2 separate regions of the Hordeum vulgare genome follow, and region 1 is linked to region 2. A link is a contact called in public Hi-C data. All regions are on one chromosome and are shown on one strand. The core of a region is the stretch at or near the end of the contact, and the rest is flanking DNA. Distances in the headings are between cores, read along the strand shown. Region 1 holds the start of LOC123427190 (F-box protein At1g47056-like). Region 2 holds the start of LOC123427189 (UPF0481 protein At3g47200-like).

Region 1 (3,566 bases), core at 246-2,745, 180 kb after region 2:
CCCCTACGGTCTCACACCCGCAAAGCGCAAGACGCTCCAATGCACGGCAGTGCTCACCAAGCATCCGAAGACTCTGCACGGTGGGGTTGACCCCTATCAAGACAAGCTCCTGAAGATCGGGGCATCCTCGAGCAACAGCCATGAGGCCGCGATCACCGATCCGGTTTGTGCGCCAGCCATCGATATGCAGCTTGCGCAGTTTGTGGCAGTTCTGCGCAACGCTAATTATGCCCTCATCGGTGCATTCAGGGGTCTTGACAAGGAAGAGCACCTCCAGATTCGCACAGGCCGAGACAGCACATAGCCCACGGTCGCCGACCTGGAGCTTCTCAAGGTGAATCTCAACGAGGCCAGGAGCACGGGCGGCAATGACCTCCAGTGGCAAGTCCCAGGCACCGGAGCAGCGCAGGATCTTGAGCGAGCGGAGATTCGGCGAGGAGGAGACCAGCGGTACAAAGCAGAGGGCGCTGTAGAGATCCTTGAGGCAGACCGAGCGCAGCGCCATGGCGAGCGGGAAGAGGATGTCCTCGGTGATGGCGGTGGCGGTGACGGCGCCCGAGGTGTCCGGGAGGCCGCGGAGGCGCTTGACGGAGAGGTCCTCGAGGAGGGGGCAGGACTGGAGCACGGCGACGAAGGCCTTGGGGCCGAAGGTGCAGGAGGCGACGGAGAGCTTGCGGAGCACGGGGGCGGCGGCGGCGAGGGAGGCGAGGCCGGCGTCGGAGAGCTGCCTGAGACCCCTGAGCTTGAGCCTGGCGAGGCGGGCGGAGGGGAGCGTGGCGGCGACTGCGGCGGCGCCGCCGTCGTTGAGGCTGTCGGCGCCGGAGCCGCGCGCGCAGCGGAGGGCGAGCTTGGTGACGGCGGTGAAGCGGGAGAAGATGGCGGGGGTGTTGTAGCCGAGCATGGCGCGCGCGTCGAGGGAGAGGCGGTGGCGCGTGGCGGCGTCGACCTCCTTCCAGCGAGCGCAGGTGAGGGAGCAGGCGTTGCGCTCGGCCGGGGTGAGCGAGGCGAAGACGAGCGTGAGGATCTCGTCGGGGAGGTCCTGCGTGTGGTCGCGGGACGGCGGTGGCGCCGCGAAGGTGGAGGGGGAGGGGGAGGGGTCGAGGCTCCCGGTGCCGCTCCCCGCGCCCGCGGGCATCGGCGGCGCCATGGAGGAGGAGGGCGGGGGCCTGGGGCTGGTGGGGGATTTGGAGGGGTGGGGGAAGGAGGGGGACTGGCCCATGCTAGGCGGGCGCCCCCGGGATGCGTGGGGAGGCGATGGCCATGCGGGTGGATGGGAGAGGAGGGGGAGGATGGATCTGCCTGCCTGCCTGCCTGCCTGCCGATCTCTTCTCTTCTCTTCTCTTCTGGCTCTGGGGCTGGCTGCCTGCGGTGGGGATGGGTTGTTTGTTGGGAGTCGGAGGAAAATGGGGAAAGTATACATAACATACGTCTCCGAGGGAGGAGCGTTTGTTTTGCAATTGCAGGTGCTTCATGGATGTGGTGCCGCGAGGCTGCTCATGGGTTTGGTTGGGTTGCCCCGGGAACTCGGTCGTTTGTTGACGAATTTCATTGACACGGGATGTCACGCTTATACTACGTCACGGTTTCACACCCCCCCCCCCCCCCCCCCACACACACACACATAAAATGTCACGGTCATGCCAAACACTACCGAATTCACAAACCAATGTGATTGGATGGTTAAAAGACAGTGTTATCTTCTGCCCATAAAAGTTCAAGTCTCATAAGAATTAGATTTGTGTGTGCGTGTTCGTAAAGATAAATGTATGTGCATATATGTTTGTACTTTGTTTAAAAAACACTAACGTATTTTAATACATTACAGCGCAAACGCTCATATATTCACACATAAGTTTAATTCGATGAATACGCATACGCACACCCTACCCATGTGAATTTCACATCGCTTTTCTTTCTTCCAAAAAAAGGAACGATCTAGCCAGCTACCAGGTCGTACTGTCGCCGTCCTCCGACGGCTCCCTTCCGCGGGCTGTCGACAGATCCACACGTGCGGATAGGGTAGATTTAGGTTTTAGGTCCTAGTAGTCTAGGTTTTTCGATCGCTCATCGTGTTGGCTTCGGCGGCTGCAATGGCGGCGTTGAATTAAGAAGCTTCAGATTCTTCACCAATAAGATGATCGGTGCTATGATTGGGGATGGATTTGAAAACCAGTTTGTACAAGCAAGGATGTCGTGGTGACGGTGGCATCATCGTGGTGCACTCGTGTCTTTGGACTCCGTTGTTCCAAAAATGTTTGCTCCAGCATGGGCGTGGAGCTTGGAAGGTAGTCGAGCAGATGTGAATTGTGGTATGCATCCACAACATCTAGAAGATGGTAGATCATGTGCTACGTTTATGGTTCATGGCCGGCAGTTCTGGTTTCCTCCTCCGATGTAATAGTCATGCTAGATCTGAAGTTCAATGATGTGTCTAGGGTGTTCCTGAGTCTGACTCGCTCAACTGTAATGGCTTCTTCTTTGATCAACCACCTTCGAGGGTATGCAAAATAGCAAATCACCAATGGTCCGTGTCGAGCTCGGGTGAGGAGAAGATCCGCCTTTTTTCTTTGTTGCTTGTTGTAGTGGTGCCTGAGACAATTGACTAGCGTTGGTGTCAAACTGAGGGGATTCTTCGATATTGAATGTAATTGTCTTTCTTGGCACGTGTTCTTTTGTGCAAAGACTAGTGTCCTTTTCTTCTCATTTTTGTCAAGTCGATGGGTATGTGGCTTGTAATATGATATTATGATATAAATGAGAGACGTGTTGCCAAAAAAAATCTACCCTCATGAGCACTGTCGTGGGTATAAGCTTGACAGTAGATGTGTAGGGTACGAAAGGATGGACAGAGCCTTAGCTACGGCGAGGTTGTATGAGTTCAGGCCCCTCTACGGTGGAGGTAAAAGCCCTACGTCCCAGTGCTCTTGGGAGCTTGTTGTCGAGTGGAATATGGATTACAGTGAATTGCTAACCCCTGCACCAGTGGGGAAGGGCGGCTTATATAGAGTGCGCTACCTTTCACAATGGTTCGGTGCGCAGGGGTGGAGTAGTGGTGAATAACTGCATACGTTACAGGTAACGTATGTCTTAAATGCTAATAAAGGTATAGGGAAACGTATGACCGTTGCCCTCCAGGGGGGGTTATGATGTACAGAGTGGAATCCAGTCGGTAAGCTTGATACGCTCTGAATGCTCATCTCCGACTGGATGATAGAGCAATCGTTACCGACTGGATGATGGGAAGTCCTTAATTCAGTCGGAACTGACTAAGGGCCTTATCCTTCATGAAGGGTAGTCCTTGGGTAGGCCCCACAGGGCAGGTCTATGACCCTACCCTAGGACTATAACCCCATCATTAGTCCCCGAATGGATTGGGGTTGGAACGACGAAGCGATGCTTGGAGTACGGATCCGACTGGTACGGATGCGACTTTGGCGTTGTTTGCCTCGATCCATTTTATCTTCTTGACCAGTGATCCGAGTGGATGTATTTGTGAAACGAACCGTCAGGGACCGAGTGCTTTAGTGGTATCTTTTGACGTGACCAGTCAACTGACAGCGGCGGAT
Region 2 (3,198 bases), core at 425-2,924:
CCTGGTCCGACAGCCCGGAGAGGTAGCTGTCGTTGATGTCGAACACCACCTCCAGGCAGAGCCGGTTGAACAGCTCCGCCACCTCGCCGTCGCTGCCCAGCCAGTGCTCGATGATGCCCCGGTCGTGCAGGTACTTGACGTCCTCCGCCGAGTTGATGAGGTTGTCCATGAAGATGGCGTAGGAGGTGATGTTGTTGCCGCCCGGCGTGGCGATGTCCATGTGGCACTGCTCGAACGCGATCAGGTTCAGGAACAGCGCCTTGGTGCCGTCGTGGATGAGGATGCGCGGGATGTGGAGCACCCCCTTGTCGAACCTGATGTCCCAGAACCGGTCCGTGTTGCGCCGCCGGCACCGGATGCCCGCCTCCCGGAGCTCCGACACGCAGTGCACGAACTGCTGCCGCCGCTTGTCGGCCACGCGCCGCAGCCCGGACCACTTCTTCAGCCACAGCCGCGCCGCCGGCGGCGGTGTGGGCTGCATCCCGGCGCGGAGGAGGCTGCGCCGGAACACGTCCAGGCAGTGCAGCATCGGGTCCGACAGCGGGTCGAACGCCGCGTCGGCGTCCACGGACGACTCCAGCTTGAACCGGTCCTTCCGGTGCAGCGGCGTGTCGGTCGGCATCAGCGGGTCGAAGAACCGCACGGCGAGGCTGGCCACGGCCCCCGTCTGCTCCGGGTGGCCGAGCTGGATCCCGAGCAGGAGGTCCAGCACGAACAGCGGTATCTGGTTCTCGAGCAGGATCATGTCGTTGCGGATGGCGTGCATGGCGCCGCGCATCGCGAAGACTGGGTCGTGCCGCGAGTAGCCCAGGTCGTCCACGAACCCCTTGGCGTCGTCCAGCGCGCCGCGGAACAGCTCCAGCACGAAGGTCCCGTCCAGCACCAGGCACTGGGCGAACTCGTTGCCCGGCATCCAGGCGACGCGGCCGTCGTAGCACGACCTCACACGCTCCTCCATGGGCCGCAGGGCGTCGAGGTAGGCGGTGACGTCGTGGCCCGTGCGCTTCAGCACGTGGTGCAGCGCGCGCCACTTGTGCCGCTCCATCTCACGCAGCCGCCGCTTGCCGGCGTGGAGCGGGCCGATGGACACCACCTGCGGCATGTAGGCGCGCTCGTCGCCCTCGCGGAGGGACTTGGGCACGCGGTACACGGACAGCCGCGCCCAAGGGCACGCCGCCTCCTCCGCGCGCGCCTGCGCCAGCTTCCCGCGGATGGTCACCACCCATTCCGGGTCCTGCGGCTTGGGGCTGTACGCCGGTGACTGCGCCGGGATCGCGGCCTGCTGCTGCTCCCGGTCTTGGCGCGTCAACGTCTCTGCTGCTGCCCCCGGCGTGGCGTTGGTGACGAGCAGGCTGCGGGGAAGCGCCTGCCAGTGCGGCGACGGGGACTTCTTGATGTTGGCGTCGACGGTCTCCTTGAGCTTGAGCGTGATGAGGTACCAGCTCAGGACGTCCTTGTTGAAGACGGCAACCATTGGCGAAAGCTTGGCTTGGCTGGCCGGCCTGCTGGGTGCAGCGTCTCCTCTCGTGGTTACCAGGTCTCACTGGGCCCGTTATAGACAGATCAAGGATGGCAAGCAACGTGCAGGATGATGATCTTTTTGGCTCGAAAATTTAATGGCAGATAATGATTGATGATGGAGTTATCAATGTGTTGCTTATTCGTGCTGTACTGAAATATTGGAATTTCCTTAAAAAAAAGATCATTTTTAGAAAAGAAGGTTGAGCCCTGGCCTCTGCATCGAATGATGCATGCAGCCATCTTTATTACTTATTCAACAAAAAGAAAGGATCATGGTTGTTGTGGCACTGACAGCGTAGCGTATGCCTCAACTGGCCTGTATGAATTAATCGGCAACGAAGAAAAATCATAGGTCACGTCAGAGGAATTTGCTTACTTCAAGGCATCCAAACATCGCTTTTGCTGTAAGATTCAACCAATCACGTCATCCTAATCATGCTCCAAGCCCTTGATGCTCCGACGTTTTCATCCAAATAACGGATATGTTTAACTAATACTCAATGTCATGTTTGACAAGCTCTTGACAGTGAGCCTACTGCCTACCGATGATCATTTGTTATGTGTTATTGTTGCACGTCAACGGTGCACCAATGAAATGGTCGGCGTGATGGGCCCTTCGCTAGTGGCCGAGGCTAGTGCGCGACATAGAGCTCAGGTGAACAGATGCTTTGTTGAGGACCAAAAAAGTTGGCTAGCCACCCGGCGCAAAACGGGCATCAGCTCCAGCCACCTCACGCCGTGAAAAGTAAGGGGGAGCAGAAAGTCGACGGCGATGAGGAGTGTGGAACTGTGGATGTAAACGGCGGATTTGCGATTTCTAGCCGTTGGGTGTCGTTCGGAAGTGGGGAGTGACGGGGTAGTGGGACGCACGCATGAACTGCATGCATCAAAGCAGCAGAAACTGCGGCCCACTGACTGACCACTCCGTGCCCATTACCGACGAGGCAAGGCCTACAGTATGTGGAGAGTCACTGCAAGGACGTTGATCAGGATGGTCATGGATTGTGGTGGCCGGAGCCTACGGCATTAACTTGGCACGATTACTACCAGCATGGGTCTCTCTCCAAGTCAGTGTCCGTGGCAGGCAATGATCGGCCGCCATTACAACGATTCAAATCGTCCGTCCCTCCGTTCGGATCTGTATGGATCGGCATGAACAAAAGTTGATGCCCAACGCGTTGATCCAAACATAAACCGCGTCCTTTTCGCGTCCATGCGGATTCATTTTCGGTTTAAAATTGCGTCAGCGCGGACGTTACGTGCGCTTTCTCATGTCCGCGTCCGTTTACACGTGGCGCTCGGCCAAAGCCGGCGTCATTTTTATTAATAACGACCGTCCATCACGGGTCCACGTGTTAGTGACCCATAGGCGTCCTTTTTTAATTCGAGCGTGCAGGGGATGAGGGTCTGTAACACCCATAGATTTTTAATTTAGAATTTTGAAGTGTGATATTGGAAAAAAAATACCTCTTTTTAAATCTTTTAGGAAACTTGATTCTTGAGAAAACTTTTTATAAGATTTCTTGAGATGACTTTTGGTTTGACAAAACTTTCTATCCGGTTTTTTGTTGTGGGATTTTTAGTTTTAGTTTCTAAGAAACCACAAATTTGGTTTATGCTTGAATCTCCTCTCTAAAATTCTCACTCATTTCTTCTCTCTCCTAATTTTAAAGTTTT

The links. A called contact is a pair of places that touch in the nucleus more often than the background predicts.
Region 1: a contact with region 2 is called in a Hi-C map of leaf, with 2.7 times the contacts expected there. The contact joins the promoter of LOC123427190 here to the promoter of LOC123427189 in region 2. A contact is called at or near these places in 4 of 6 Hi-C or Micro-C datasets (all in leaf) and 1 of 1 datasets of contacts at active chromatin or transcription factors (embryo).

The regions. Positions count from the first base shown.
Region 1 is chr2H:551,595,417-551,598,982 of MorexV3_pseudomolecules_assembly, forward strand. It overlaps LOC123427190 (F-box protein At1g47056-like), which reads right to left and starts at 1,496. Exons shown (of 1, transcript XM_045111170.1): 1 at 1-1,496. The coding sequence starts at 1,420.
Region 2 is chr2H:551,416,887-551,420,084 of MorexV3_pseudomolecules_assembly, forward strand. It overlaps LOC123427189 (UPF0481 protein At3g47200-like), which reads right to left and starts at 1,675. Exons shown (of 1, transcript XM_045111169.1): 1 at 1-1,675. The coding sequence starts at 1,474.